2 separate regions of the Mus musculus genome follow, and region 1 is linked to region 2. A link is a contact called in public promoter capture Hi-C data. All regions are on one chromosome and are shown on one strand. The core of a region is the stretch at or near the end of the contact, and the rest is flanking DNA. Distances in the headings are between cores, read along the strand shown.

Region 1 (7,389 bases), core at 3,816-6,315, 350 kb after region 2:
GAAATCCAGAGTGGTGACGACACATCGGAATATTTTAACCCTGAGTTCAGGTTCACAGCATTTCTGCTCCAGAAACCTGCCTGTCATTGTTCAGAGCAAGGGCCTCATGTTTGCACTTTTGGGGACATAAAGCATCAGTCCCCATCAAGGGGCAACTGTTTGTCCCCATCCTTCTGTATTCATACCTGGGCTTTAGTTCTTAAATCTTGAGGTAGCTGCTGAATGGAAAAGGGTTAAGGAACCTTGTAGCAATAGACCAGTTTACTCAGAGAATTATTTAGCAGATGCTGGGTGCTGAACCCGTGTTCTCATTGTCAGAAGGCAAATGCTGAGGCAATCCTGTGTGGTTAGAGAAACCTGTACCTTTAAGTTCCACCCATGAGCCACAGACACCAGCTACAGTGTCCACCCCACTGGACAACAACAGTGACCTGAGTTCAGTGTTTTCTTTATGCCACATTCTTTACATAAGCTGCCCTGAAACCACCATAGACACTCTAGAAATCACTGTTGCTATCATCTCCACTTTAGTGATGAGACTATCAATTACATAGTGGCAAATTGACCTGCCCAAGGTCACATACTAAGTAGCAGAAGCTGGCTTTGAACCCAGGCAGTCTGGCTCCAGAATGTTTGTTTTATGTTTTTTGTTTTTTTTGTTTTTTTTTTAACTGTGCAACCCACTTCAGTGCCAGCAGCCTACAGACAGAGGGGAGGCAATGGTTCAGGGCCACAGTTTGCTCTAGCTCGGGACACTGTGTCCAGAATGTATCCTAATAGTCCCTTATATACTATGCTGTCTGAGACCAGTAAGCTGCTTCCTGACTTGGGTTCATTCCTGGAAACAGACTTAGTCTGGGACCCACCGCCAATCTGTGCTTAAAGAGCTTTCTTCCCTGCACTCACACCAGCCTGGGAGACAGTGATGTCCAACCTGTAAACTGGGGGTGCCATGAACAAGATAAATGTGACTTTGTCACAGGCTAAATGTCCTCTCTGCCTCCATCCAGGTTCTGACTGGGTAGAGGAGTGGGGGGTATAAGGAAAGGTAACCTACTTTAGGAACAACAGGGTCCTGCTTCTTATGGTCACTCCATCCCTAGGCAAGGCTCTTTCCTGTAAAGACCAATCAATACTGCCCCATCCCACACCCCCACCTTTTCTGCATCTCTGTCTATAACTGCTATCGATTACAGCCACGCAGGGAAGCAAATGCCAAAATATATCCATCAGTCCAGTCACCAAGGTGGCGAAGAGACTTATTAAGGCCACTACACCTTCTTCTGCTTTCCTGCCTGCTCTAGCTTCCTCTGCCCAGGGGCCATTTCTTTTGGAAGGCCTCCAAGAACTTTGCAGACATGATCTGACGGCTGGTGGAATTTCCTCTACTTGGGGAAAATTTAAACCCAGAGAAGGAGCAAGAACAAGTCCCCCAGTGAGAAGATGAAAACCAGGTGTGTGAAAATGTGTGCTGTGTCTGTGGGGGGTGTGTATGGAAATGTGCAAGGACCTGTTTGTGTAAAGAAAAACCCGAGGACTTAGTCATATCTTAGAAACATTTGGTAAGTATCGCTGAAATTTTTACAAATCAATTCCTTCTGGTCGGTTAATGTCCTTCACTAAGTGGCTTAATTGTAAAATTTCACTTTATAATTGGGTTCATTTTAATGCAGAAAGAGATAGATTTGCATAAGCAAATGACAAACAGTTAACAAAACCCATTAACAGAAAAACAAGGTTCCAAAGAGCCACACACCTGGGTTGTCAGCATGGACTGGAAACCTGGGCAGACTCCCAGTCCAGGCCATCCTGACATCCCTGGCCCTGACTAAGGCAGGGAGTGAACAACAGAGTGCTTGGCCAGGGAAATATTCCAGCAAGGTGAGGTGGGTGCATAAAGGAAGGAGTTTGGTTTGCTAATGAAAACCCAGAGCTGTTTTCCTTGCAAGGAAACTCAGTGGGTTTTAAAAGACCATCAGTCTTAGGCAGCTCTTTGATTTCTCCTGTTGCAAGGCAAAAATAGAGGACTGGCTTCAGAGACTGACTTCCAACCTCCCTCCACTGTGCCACTAAAGACCAAGGACGCTGTGCCTCGGTTTCCCCTGCTATACAGTGAGGGAGCTACACTAGGTCCCATTGGAATAGCTATATTTCAGAACCCTTGCCATCACTGCTCATTCACCCACCTACAAACACTCCTCTTTATCGAGCCCTTGCTATGAGCAGGTGTTACAGATATGACAGAATCACAAAGTGATGGACGGGGTCAGAGTGAGGTGTAATTTCTGGGGAATGTTTGCATAAGCAATGGCAGAGCCTTAGGGACCATGTTATATGCTGGGACGCAAGGGTCTGAAGTACAACCCTACCCTTGACCTTCAATGTGTCTTATAGCTGGAGACAGGATCTTAAAGGAAGTTGTAAGGGTGGGGTTCTGATCCGAGAAGACTGGTGTCTGTATAAGAATTAGAAAAGACGAACTGGGTAGGCATAGCAGGCATGAGTTTAATCCCAGCTCTTGGAAGCCTGATCTACCTAGTTAGGATAGCCTAGGATAGCCAGAGCTACATAGTAAGACCCTGTCGAAACAAAACAAAGCAACAAACACCACAAACAAATGGAAGGGGTGGTTATTTCTCCCCTATTCCCTATACAAACAGGAGAAGTAGTCATCTACAGACCACAAGGAGGGGTCTCAGCAGAAACTAACCTAACTGGCACCTTAACTTTGGACTTCTGGCTTCTGGAATCATGCAGATACTAATTTCTGTTGGGGTTTTGTTGGGTTGGCACACACTAACAGGAGGGAAAGGGAACAAGTGCAGAGATACAGAAGATCAGGTTAGGGCTCTACCAGGCTTCAACAGGGAAGGTTTCCCATAGATGCTGCTGTCTGAAGGGCCAGGGACATTCAGAGGTTAGGAGGGGGGGATACTGGATAGGACACCTGCAGGAGACAATGCAAAGGACGAGCATTGGGTCCACTGGGAAGAACTGAGCTCATTTGTTCTCAGTGCAGCTGAAATGGTCGGAAGAAGCGATGCCAGAACGAAGAAGGGGGTGCGTGGGGGCTATGAGCAAATATGCCTCAAAGGCCAGCAAGCTGCAAGAACTTTGAATGCTTGAGATTTATCCCATGATGCTTCTGATAAACAAATGCCAAGGTGAGTTGTGCAGGTGAAGAGCTGGACAGCTGCTCTTGCCCCCAGGATGGCAAACCTACCTGTCCCTTCTGGGCAGGCTTTGCTTGTTCACACAAAGGCTTCCCTCTTACCTTTCCACACATCTTCTAGGAGAGCCTTTCCTTTAGGTACATGCCTTCAGTTTGACAAAAATCCCTTGTTTCTTATTAATAACCTCTAGCGTTTATTGCGTTAGTTAATGCCAACCAAGCATGAGGCGTTGTTTTAGGGGCTTTATGTGAATTAGCTCTTTTAATCCTCACATCAACATTATGGAGTAGATTCTATTAACTCCAGTTTATGGATGAGGAACCTGAAGCACCAGAGATTAAGTCACCTGCTCCGAGCTACTCAACTAACAGAGAAGCCAAGGTTAAACCCCTGGGGCAGCCTGGCAGTCTGACTTGGTGTTCATATATTCTGTGGTCAGAAGAGAGAAGTAGAGATGGAGGGAGGGAAGAAGAAAGAGAGGTGGGGAGGAAAGGAAGGAGGGAAGGGTAGAGGGATGGAAGAAGGAAAGGAGGGAAGGAGGGAAAGAGGAAGGGAGGGAAGGAGGGAGGGAGAGAAGGGGGAAGGATAGAGGGAGTGAGAGAGGAAGGGAAGGAGACAGGGAGACAGAGAAACAGAAAAACAGAGACTGAGGCTGGGTCTTGGCTAGGTGCCCCTGGCTAGTTTGAGTACAGTAGCCAGGATAAGAACTGTGAACTTTCTGATTCCAGATTCTGGGCTCCTACCCACTTGGAAGTGATGCCTTTTGAGGGACTGGTGAAGAAGCAGATGGCTTTTTATAGCTCCTCAGGAAGTAGATTAGAGAGGCCTGTCACGAGGTCCTTGGAGAATAAAGGAAATCAAGGAGGCCAGCCAAGCAGACTCTGTGGCCAAGTATTTATCATCCTGCATCACTTAGCTCTTACACATTCACTCATTCATCAGATGCTTATTCTGAGCCTTCTGTCTTGGGCACCGGGTTGAGAAAAGCAAGCAGAGGAAAGCAAGCGATTGCTAAGAAAGACCATGGTATACACCAGCCGTCTAAATGGCAGGGTTCATAAATAAATAAACAGAACAAATTATTAGAGTGTGACTACATCTATAGATCAATATATTTCTCTTCATCTACCTATAAGATCTTATAAAGAAGATAGCCTACCCCTGCCTGCAGAAATCTCTGCACCCATCACTCTAAAGGTGGTGCCCATAGAGCCAGGCAGAAAGGATGATGGGAGCATCCTGGGAGAGCAGGTGAGATCCTCTGAGCTTCCCAGAAAGAACATGATGGATGTCTGTACTCCTGGACCACAGATCCACAGCGTCAACACTGAAAGGCTTAGAACAGATGAGCAAACTGAGCAGGAACGGGCTGCTCCAGGAAGCATCACATCTCAAGGCCATGCACATTCGAGTCCTGTCGCCAACTCAGCCCTTTGTCTCCGACATGGCTTGTCCCAGGTTTACACAGGCAGCAGGTGGCTGATACTCTACAGCCAATAGTGCAAGAATCACTACAGCCTCCACACCAGACTTCTGGCCTTTGTGAGTACAGTTGCAAACAATGCAGAAGGAACAGGAAAGAGGAATAAGAGAAGTCACGAAGTTCGATGCAGTCTCTGGTTAGTACACCTGTAAAAATTCCAAATCTCCTTGACACCCCTCTCTCCAACCCACTTCCTAGCCACGAGTCTTACATACAGAAGCAATACAGATTGCTTCCCACAGTGACTTTCTCTCTCTCTCTTTCTCTGCTGCCTGCTCTACCAACTCCACACGTTGTCAACCACTATTTCATCTGCAGATCCTTTTCTCCACGGGTGTGGGATAAGCCCCACAAAGTCCCCCTCAAAGATCAAGGGGGTTGCAGTTCTACTACCAGCCAGCAGGGGACAGTCCTGCTTCGAGTCTCTGTCCTGCCCAACCAGCCCCAACCCCCAGCCCAGTCACAACTCCTTAGAGATGCAAATTGAGAGGCAGCCTTCCTAACCAGAGAGGGCTGCTAATTCTCCGACGAGTATGCAGATTTTCATCTTGCCTTTGCTTGGGTTTATTTGTTTTACTTTGCAATAAATTTAATACAGACTCCCTGAAGCAGAGAGGCAGATGGACTATAAACTCTGCATTTTGAGCAGCCGTACTTACTAGGTTAGTGTGTGTTTTGATCCCTGCTTAAATTATATCTATGAAATTTGACATGGATTTGGGTCTGGGGTTTGCTGGCTTGTTGGGGCCTCTGGAGCTGTTCTTGGGGAATTTACAAGGATTGATTTGATTACCGGAGCTTTAATTTCTCACAGAGGCTAACGAGGAGGCCGAGGAGCCTGGCTGGGCACTATGGGAAGATGGAAAAGCAAGAGAGTTGGGCTTCTATGCGATTCAGTGATGACGTCATTAGCACTGTATCACACGCCTCCTGCAAGGTCTGAAGCCAGACCCCATGGACCTATGTGGGATCCTTCTGCCTTCCTTGGAGGACATGTATGAGTAAAAGTCTTGGGGAACTTGGAGCCTAGGGGAGGAAAACTCAGATACACGCACGTAGGGGTAGATATAACTAAATATTGAGAACAGCACAAATTAACATTTCATATGACTGTACATTGGACTGAGTCGATAGGACAAAGGGAAAGAAATGTAACTGCCCCCTCCAGTGAGGGAAAATGTAACTGCCTCCTCGTGCCTCACACCAACGTTTACAGTCTCCTCCTGTCTCTGCTTCCTCCACGGATCACTGAAGAAAGACAGTGAGTGGAAGGAACCAGGAACAGTATAACCTGGATTCTTGGCTCAGCTTCACCGATTCCTTCTTTGTACAAATATTTGGGCAACATATTAAGCTTGCCCGGCTTCAGCTTCTCTGGCTGCACAGCAGAAATCACCTGGTTACCACGAGGAAGATAATGTTGATACGGATGTACAGGACTGGACTGTTAAAAGTGAGTCCTGGGCAGACCCTCCATGTTCCAGCTATGCAATCACCACGATTAGAGCCAGAAGGGCCTCCTCCAGAGGAGCACTGTGAGTGCAATTCCTAGGCCCTGTCAGGGAGTAGGACATTCCCTGGATGAGTTGGGTCCACCAGTCTAACAGCGTGTGATGGTCATCTGTCTTTCTAGGCTCACCTGTTTGCACAACTTGCCTGATAGCCAGAAGGAGAGGGTGGGCATCTGGGAAGCTTCTAAAAGAATCTAGAAGATTCCAGGGATTGCTCCAAAGAACTCTAAGGAGGTCTTGGATTGATGTGGCTGAAGGCAACAGTGCTATATAGACTTAGACACCTCCCCACACCCTCATTCACAGAACCCAGGCAGAGCCACAACTGAGAGAGGAGAGGAAAAGAGAAGGACCTGCCTTCTGCCTCTCTCCTCTGTGCCTGTGTGCCCTCCCTTCAGGTCAGAGGCATCAGGGAACGATGGGGCCCAAGAGGAACACGTTTGAAGAGTGAAAAGCAGAGAAGCAAAGATTTGGACGTAGTGGAGAAAGGAGACAAAGAGGAGAGGGCAGATAGGGCACAGGAGAAGGGGCAGTGGCATGTTGACACTTATTAAACTTTGGAGAGAGTCAGCTGCTAGAAGGGAGAGGGGAGAAAGGAAATGCCCAAGCTTCACAGAAAGGAAGGGGTGGGCACCCAGGATGGGGAGGCTGGGATTAAATGGAAATGAGGGGCTTGGTCACCATGGAGAAAGGAGCTGGAAGCTTTGGCAGCGGTTTGTCTGTTAGCAGGAAAGGCGGGGGATCAAAGAAGCTGCAGTGTGTCTATGCACACACAACCGGGTTGGAAAATGACTAGCTGGATTCCACCCAGAGCTGGGGATTGGGGGAGGGGAAGGAGTAACTGGGTGAATTCCTTCTAAAACAATTGTTCCCCCACACACTCCAGGCTGTGGCCCCAATAAGGCCTGAAACTAAAACTGTTCGTTCTGAAGATTTTGTTCAATTAAATGTGGTGTGGCTTTGTCCTACCAGCAGCACAGGTAGGTTGGGGTTTGGAAACCCAAGGCCTGTAGCGGAAACTGAGGAAGGAAATGGCAGCTGAGGGGGAGGAGAGAGGAAAGTCAGATGCCACAGCAAGGATAACACAACCAGGTGTCTTGGTTCTCACAGGCCCTGGTGAGGAGGGGAAGATAGCCATCAAGTGGAAGCTTCAGGGCCAAGGGAATTACTACCCGTTCTCTAGAACTGTGCAGGGCCAAAGCACCCTTAACTGCCTGCATCA
Region 2 (7,650 bases), core at 4,311-6,810:
GAGCAGGATTCTGTCCGAGGTATGGCCCGGAGACGTCGGACTTTTACAACATTCTTCCCTCAGAAGTTCCTGGGCTGAAACAATTTCTGCCCTTTTTCACTTATATACTTATTTGTTTGACCCCGGGAGGCAATAACGTTCCCCCTTCCTTTGAGTAGATAGAAGCTGCCTATGGGAATGCAGCAGCGGCCTCCCGGTAACCATGGGAACCTTATTGGCATGGCAACCTGGCAGCCCTGAGAGAGGCAGCCAGGGTGGGGGGTGGAAAGGAAGAAGGCAGTGGGAAGTGTTGTAGTCCTGAGAAAGAGGGGAGGGGGATGCAGCTTTCTATCGTGCTGAGGAAAGAAAAAAGAGGAGAAAATGGCCAGCTGGTCCTTTAGCTCTCTCTCTGATTGGCACTGACAAGAAGCTCTGCTCGAATTCAGTCCTCAAATCTTCATCCAGTTCAGGAGGTTGGTGGAGAAGAGCGATAAGCCAACCTGGGCATGGAGACCTAAATCTACTGATGGTTCTTTGGTTCTAAAGTGAGATTTGGTTGCACCAGAAAGGGAGCAGAGTCTAGCAGACAGAATGAGGGATCTCAGAGCACTGAGACAAAGGCTGAGTTTAGATGCAAATACCAGTCAGAGCTGTGGAAGGCTGTGAGTCTTTGCAGTACTTGTATCCTATCTGGACACATGCTTTTTGTAAGTTCTGTTTTCCTTTTGTAATGCTGCAGATAGAACCCACCCAAGGCCTCATGCTTGCTAGGTAAGTGCTTTCTACCACTGAGCTACACCTCTAGTGTATTTCATAATTCGCATTGCCAAATAAAAAGGATCTTTATTTCAGTTGTCTAGGGAATGAGGAAATCTTCAGTGAGCACTTAAGTTAGAAATTAATCTTTTGATAAGTTTGAGAATGGTTGGGGATATGATAAAAACAAAACAAATAAAGGAGCCAAGAACACACCAAAATGATATAACATTACTTTTTTTGAAGAGGGTGTGTTAAGAATCTTCCTGCTTAGTCCAGGCTGGCATACTCTAGAGGCCTCAGCTTCCCAAGTGCTGGAAATATATATCCATATGTATTTACTCATATCTTGATGGACATTTGAGTTATTCAAAGTTCTTTGTTTTAAGGATTTATTTTTATTTTATGTTTATGTATGTTTGCCTGTGTGTATGTGTGGTGGTGTATGCATGAATGCATGCCTCCTGCCTGAGGGCCAGAAGAAGGCATCAGACCCCTTGGAGCTAGACTTACCCATGGTTATTGAGTGTCATGAGGATGCTCAGAACTGAACCTTGGTGCTCTTCAAGAGCAATACAGGATCTTAACCATCTCTTCAGCCATCACCTTTTTGGGAGGATGGTGTGGTGTGGTGGCTTGAATAGGAATGGTCACCATAGGTGGATAGGGAGTGGCACTATTAGGAGGTGTGACCTTGTTGGAGGAAGTGTGTCACAGTGTGGGCAGGCCTGAGGTGTCATGTGCTTAAGCTTTGCCCAGTGTGGGACACAGCCTCCTTCATCACCCTGAAGATCCAGATGTAGAGCTCTCAGCAACCTCTCCAGCCCCATTTCCGCCTGCATCCCACCATGCTTCCTGCCATGATGATAATGAACTAAACCAATTTCGTATTTTCCTTTAAACGTTGGTATGGTAATGGTGTCTCTTCACAGCAATAGAAACCCTAACTAAGACAGGGATGGCGGTATTCTAAATAAAGTTGCTATGAGCATTCGGACACCAGGTTTTGTGTATGTATACGGAACACATTTTATTTTATGGCATATGAGGCATCACAGGCTGCACAATAGGATTAGGTAAAGAAATGGTGACTGTAAAGGCCAGAGATAGCAACATACTCATGTAATCCCCACACTTGGGCAGTAAAGGCAGAAAGAATAGAAGTTCAAGCTCTAGTTTAGTTACACAGAAAGTTCAAGGCCAGCCTGGGCATGTGAAAGGCTATCCCTTTTGAAGGTTTGCTTTTTTTTTTTTTAATCATTTTTATTTTCTTTTTAATCGTGTGTGTGTGTGTGTGTGTGTGTGTGTGTGTGTGTGTGTGTGTGTGTGAGTTGGGTGTAGATGCCCACAGAAGACAGAGATGTTGGATCCCCAGGCAGTTGTAAGATGTCCTATGTGGGTGATGGAAATTGAATTTAGATCCTCTAGCAAAGCATTTAAGTGCTCTTCACCACCAAGTCATTTCTCTAGTCTTCCACCCCACTCCCTTTTAAAAATTTTATCTGGAGAGATGGCTCAGTGGTTAAGAGCACTGGCTGCTTGCTCTTCCAGAGTTCAATTCCCAGCAACCACATGGTGGCTCACAACCATCTGTAATGGGATCCGATGCCCTCTTCTGGTGTGTCTGAAGATAGCAACAATGTACTCATATACATAAAATAAATAAATCTTTTAAAACTTTTTTATTTTATGTGTATGGGTGTTTTGCCTGAATGTATGTGGGCACTTGGAATCAAACTCAAGTCCTCTGGAAGAACAGCCTGGACTCTTAACCAGTCATCCATTTCTCTAATCCCGAGACTATCTTTCAAAAAAAAATTCTTGGGGTTTGTCTTAGTCACTGTTCTAATGCTTTAAATAGATACCAGGACCACAGCAACTTTTATAAAAAGAAAACATTTAATTGAGGCATTACTTACATTTTCAGGGGTTAGTTCATCATCATCATTATCATCATCATGGCAAGGAACATGGTGTCAGGCTGGCATGGTTCTGGAGCAATAGTTCAGAGCTACATCCTGGACCAGAGGCCAAGAGAGAGGGACTCTAGTGTAGGTTTGGATTTTTGAAACCTCAAAGCCCAACTGGTGACACACTTCTTCCAACAAGGCCACACATTCTAATTCTTCTAATGCTTTCAAATACTGTTACTCCTTGGTGACTACGCATTCAAATATATAAGCCTTCTAGGGCTATTCTATTCAAATCATCACAAGGTCGGAGAGACAGATTAGCTGTTAAGAGTATGCACTGCTCTTGAAGAAGATCCAAGTTCTCTTCTCAGCACTCATGTGGGGAGGCACACAACTGCCTGTAACTCCAGCTCCAAGGGATCCAATATCATCTTTTGGCTTCAGAGGGCATGTGTACAAACCCACACACAGTGGCTGGAGAGCCAGCTCTGTTGTTATGAACACTTGCTGCTCTTGTGAAGGATCCAAGTTTGGACCCTAGCACTTATATTGTGACTCACAACCATCTGTATCTCCAGTTTCAGGGCATCTGATGTCTTCTTCTGGGCTCTGTGGTCAGCAGAGGCCCACACTTGCATTCATACAGACAAAACACTTATACACATAAAATAAAAATAAATGAATGCTTACAGGAGCAACACACACACACACACACACACACACACACACACACACACACACACACACACACGAGATCAAACTAGGAATCATTTTCTGAGCCCCAATATATATTTATTCTAAAACATTAAACAATAGGGCATAGGTACACTCCCAGCTTGAGAGATAAGTTCAGGGAAGGTCAGGAATTAAAAGTTATTCTCAGCTACAGAGAAATATCAAGGCCAGCCTTTGACTACATGTTGAGACCCTATAACAACAACAACAAAAAATCCACTGCTCATTATTTATCTAAGGTTCAAATTTTTGTTATTATTGTTTGTGTTCTGAGACAAGGTCTCACTCTAATCTAGGTTGGTTGTGATCCTCCCACTTCAACAACAGAATATTTAGATTAAAAAAATTACTACATAGGTACTTGCCACAAGGACAACACTTTTTTCCTTTCACTATGTGGGTCCTGAGAACTGAATGCTAGTCATCAGGCTTGGTGACGAGTACTGTAACCTCCTGAGACATGCCACTTGTCTTAGCCTCCATCGTGTTCCTAGTTGGTAGAAGGCTTGCCTAGTTTGTATGTAGGAAGTCTGAATCCCCCTTACCACATAAAATCAGGCAAGGAGATTGAGGCAGGAGGATCAGAAATTTAAAATCAGGCTAGACTACATAGTAAAGTCAAGGCCAGGCTAGGCTACGTGATATTCTGACTCAAAGATATATAAATAAATCAAATCAAATAAACCCAATCCCAAACTGCCTTCAACTTTATTTAAATTTAACTCTCTTTTTACTGTATTTTATTTTGATTTGTTTTTGCAGTGCTAAACATTGAACACAGGACTTTGATTAGGCGAGGCAACATTCCCACTGAGTTATATCCTCAGTGCTGAGGCACAAGAAAGCCACCGTGTGATCATGGACTATCTTCTAATCTCTTTGTGTTTGTTTCTCCACGTGTAGACACATACTTCATAGGAATATTAAGAGGAAGTAAAATGAAAGGTTTATATCCTATGTCAAGAGCCAAGAAAATTAAATCTATAAATTAGCTCCAAATTCCATTTTCTTCAATAATTTTCTCTAACTAAAAAGACAAATTTAAACACATGTCTATTATTAAAATCCATTAATTTAAACTATATTTTCTTCTACATTTATTTATTTAGTGGTGTGTGTGTGTGTGTCTTTTATAATCTAAGGAAAACTAACATTTGGAAAACTTTTATTTGGTATAATGTCTCCCACATGTTTTTTATTCAATACATTTTGGTCATGTTTTCTTTTTCCCCAACTCGTCCAGATCTTCCCAACCTCCCTGCTCATCCAACTTTATGTTCAAGAAACAATCTGAACGGTGTCGGTGCACACCTTTAGTCCCACCACCACAGAGGTAGAAGCAGGGGAACCCCTGAGTCTGAGGCCAGCCTGGTCTACAGAGCAAGTTCCAGGACACCCTGGAGGGCTACACAGAAAAAGAAAGAAGGAAGAGAAAAAACAACAACAGCAAAACAAGAAACAAATAGCCCCTCTTCCCCAAACACAGAAAAACAAAAATGAAAATCAAATTCTTAGTACTCAAGAGGTTAAAGCAGAAAGGTTGTTATAAGTTTAAGGTCAGTATGGGGTATACAGTAAATTAGTTCCAGATCAACTCACAATACAGAGTCAGACTTGTCTTAGAAAAAAAATAAAAAGTAAGATAGGGTAAGATTCCATAGGTCACACAGATAGCTAGTGGTAACATGGTAACACAACTGTTGAAGCCCCAATCCCTTGACTCCCAGAGTTTTACCAATGAGCCCTGTCCTTCCCCTTTAGTTCAGGAAAGCTTTTAATGTGATTTGCTTGGGTTACCCACAACCACACAATTACATGAAACACCACACTGGGAATTCTTCCAAGTCTCAAAAGCAGTAGTAGACATTGAGAAAGAATTCTGTTCTAAACAAGGTAAGCAAAAAGATTTAAGAGTGATTTCTGCTCATTTCTTTCCCCTGAGAAGAAGGTTGCTATTCTCAGGCTTGGGTGGAATCTATTCTAAAAGGTGATGCTTAAGCAGTCTTTGGTTTGTATGTTTTGTTTCTCATTCTTAGCCCACTGTTACACACAATGAACAGATTCTTAACCTGGAACGAATCTGGATTTATTTGAATATGCAGATTTCAACAATCTGAGATTGCCAAGCCTCCCAAAGCTTCTGGCTTTCTATTCATCCTGTGCCCAGTGGCTTTGTGTGTCTCTAAGACAGCAGTTTTACAACACGGACTTCTTTCTCACAGCATAGACCTCCTCCAATATACAACCAACACTGAACTTTTCCTCTTGGAACTCTCCAATGCTCAGCTCCCATGCCAACCCATGTCAAGAATTTTTGCATGACATCATCTCTCTCTCTCTCTCTCTCTCTCTCTCTCTCTCTCTCTCTCTCTCTCTCTCTCTCTCTCTCTCTCTCCTCATATTTTTAAGAGAACTTAAACATTGTAGGGTATGTGGAATGGCTTAGCAGGTAAAGGCACTTGCCTGAAAGCCTGACGTCTCCTAAAGTTCAATTCCTGGAACCTACACACACACACACACACACACACACACACACACACACACACACACACACTTTAAAAAATATTCAGTGATATTTATTGCAGTACTTGTTAAAGGCAGAATTTCTGTAGGGCCATCATAATAGGCACAGGGATTACCTTAGTGGGATTTCTGCAATAGGAGAAAAAGGTTGATCTCAGCTCACAAAAAAAAACAAGGGCAAGTGGGAATTTATAGCTGAGAAGCAGGGTGGGAGTCAGCAAAAGAAGGGAGGGAGGATAGATGGATGGAGATGGATGGATGGATGGATGGATGGATGGATGGATAGATAGAGGTTCTAAAACAGGGTTAATGCTGGAGATTGGTTATGGTGACCAGAAAGCATCTGGGATAGTGGATATTGAGAAATTTACTTAGGGATCAAAGGTACCTAGACCTAGAAGATAAGGGGTACTACAAAAATGACTTAACACAATTTTTGCTTAAACTAGATTTTATAAGGAAGTGTATAAATGGGGCTAAGAGAGGTTTAGGAGACTGTTGAGAGTTTGGTTAAACAAGGAATGTTTATCAGAGCAACCTTATTCACTACCCACTCAGGATACCTTTTCTTCTTAGAGTTCAGTGCCGTAAAGCTCTCGGCTGATAGGATATGACAACAGAAGAGATCAATCTTGCCTGAAGCGGCTTTATAGGCAGCATTAACTCCTGCAAACAGGACACTAGGGAAATGTGAATTCTCTTCTCATCATGCTCACAGTACTCAACACTGTCCTGACCCAAAGTTGAGAGCTTGGAGGGGACAACTGTGGCCCTGGGCAGTATTTTCATGGCATGCTGGGCTCTGCAGATTTGCTGGTGGTGACGTGATTTTTATTTGGCTGGATGAGTACAATGGAATATACTGTGCTATTTTCATTCCCTCAAGTTCATTTCTGAATCATTGCATGTCTGGTACCTGGGCATGCGGAAGGAAGCAGATAACAGAAATGAGTCTACAGCTGGAAATGGTGAGGGTTGGTGTGGGGGGTTAATACAAATGAAATCTCTGATTAACCTAAATGTCTGAAGATTCTCTTAAGTGAGTATCCCATCTTCAAGACATTATTGTCTAGGATCTCTTGTCTCTTGTACAGCCATGGCACATGCTGATCTCCACTGATAACTCACTTAGTAGACATGGGAGATGGAAGACTGGTTTGTTTGCTTATCTATCTATCTATCTATCTATCTATCTATCTATCTATCTATCTATCTATCTATCTATTTGACAACTATATATCCAAAAGTTTCCCAAAACAATGGAAAACCCATTTCCCTTTTTTGTTGTTATTTTGCTTGTTTGATGCAGGGTCTCATAGCCTGACTAGACTGGAATTCTTGGTGGACCTGCCTTCTAACCTCTTGTGCTAGGGTTACAGGCATGTCCTCCCACCCTACTGTTCTACAACTCCCACAGAACTGGGAATTAAACCCAGGACTTTGCATACTGGGCAGACACTCTAGAACTAAACCATATCTCTAGCTCCAAACTTGTAATGTGATAGGTGAAGCAGCAAACTCCTAAAATTCCAGCACTTGGGAGGCTGAGGCAAGAGGATCAATCAATTTGAGTTCAAGGTCAGCTTGGGCTACAACATTTAGTTCCAGCCAGCCTATGCTATGTAGGGAAGGCCCATCTCAAACAAAACAAACAAAAAACAAGCAACAATGAAAACACTAAAAGAAAAAAAAACTAAAGCTAAAAGAAAAACTATTGCCACATTTATATTATGGGAATTTTAAT

What was found. Promoter capture Hi-C pulls out the DNA fragments that hold promoters and counts their contacts.
Region 1: a promoter capture Hi-C map of neural stem cells shows a contact between it and region 2. The contact joins two enhancer-like sites. A contact is called at or near these places in 2 of 39 promoter capture datasets (cranial neural crest and neural stem cells) and 2 of 9 other capture datasets (embryonic stem cells and pancreatic islet).

The regions. Positions count from the first base shown.
Region 1 is chr9:37,172,211-37,179,599 of GRCm38.p6, forward strand. No RefSeq gene overlaps it. Among named protein-coding and RNA genes, the nearest start is that of Pknox2, 29 kb to the left of the region's middle. Within about 2 kb of position 5,066, at least 47 of the 459 cell types and tissues checked have an H3K27ac peak or open chromatin away from gene starts, as enhancers often do. A contact at or near this core is called in neural stem cells, where this site is marked.
Region 2 is chr9:36,821,626-36,829,275 of GRCm38.p6, forward strand. It overlaps the pseudogene Gm27219 and a transcript of Fez1 not described here. Among named protein-coding and RNA genes, the nearest start is that of Fez1, 7.3 kb to the right of the region's middle. Within about 2 kb of position 5,561, at least 21 of the 459 cell types and tissues checked have an H3K27ac peak or open chromatin away from gene starts, as enhancers often do. A contact at or near this core is called in neural stem cells, where this site is marked.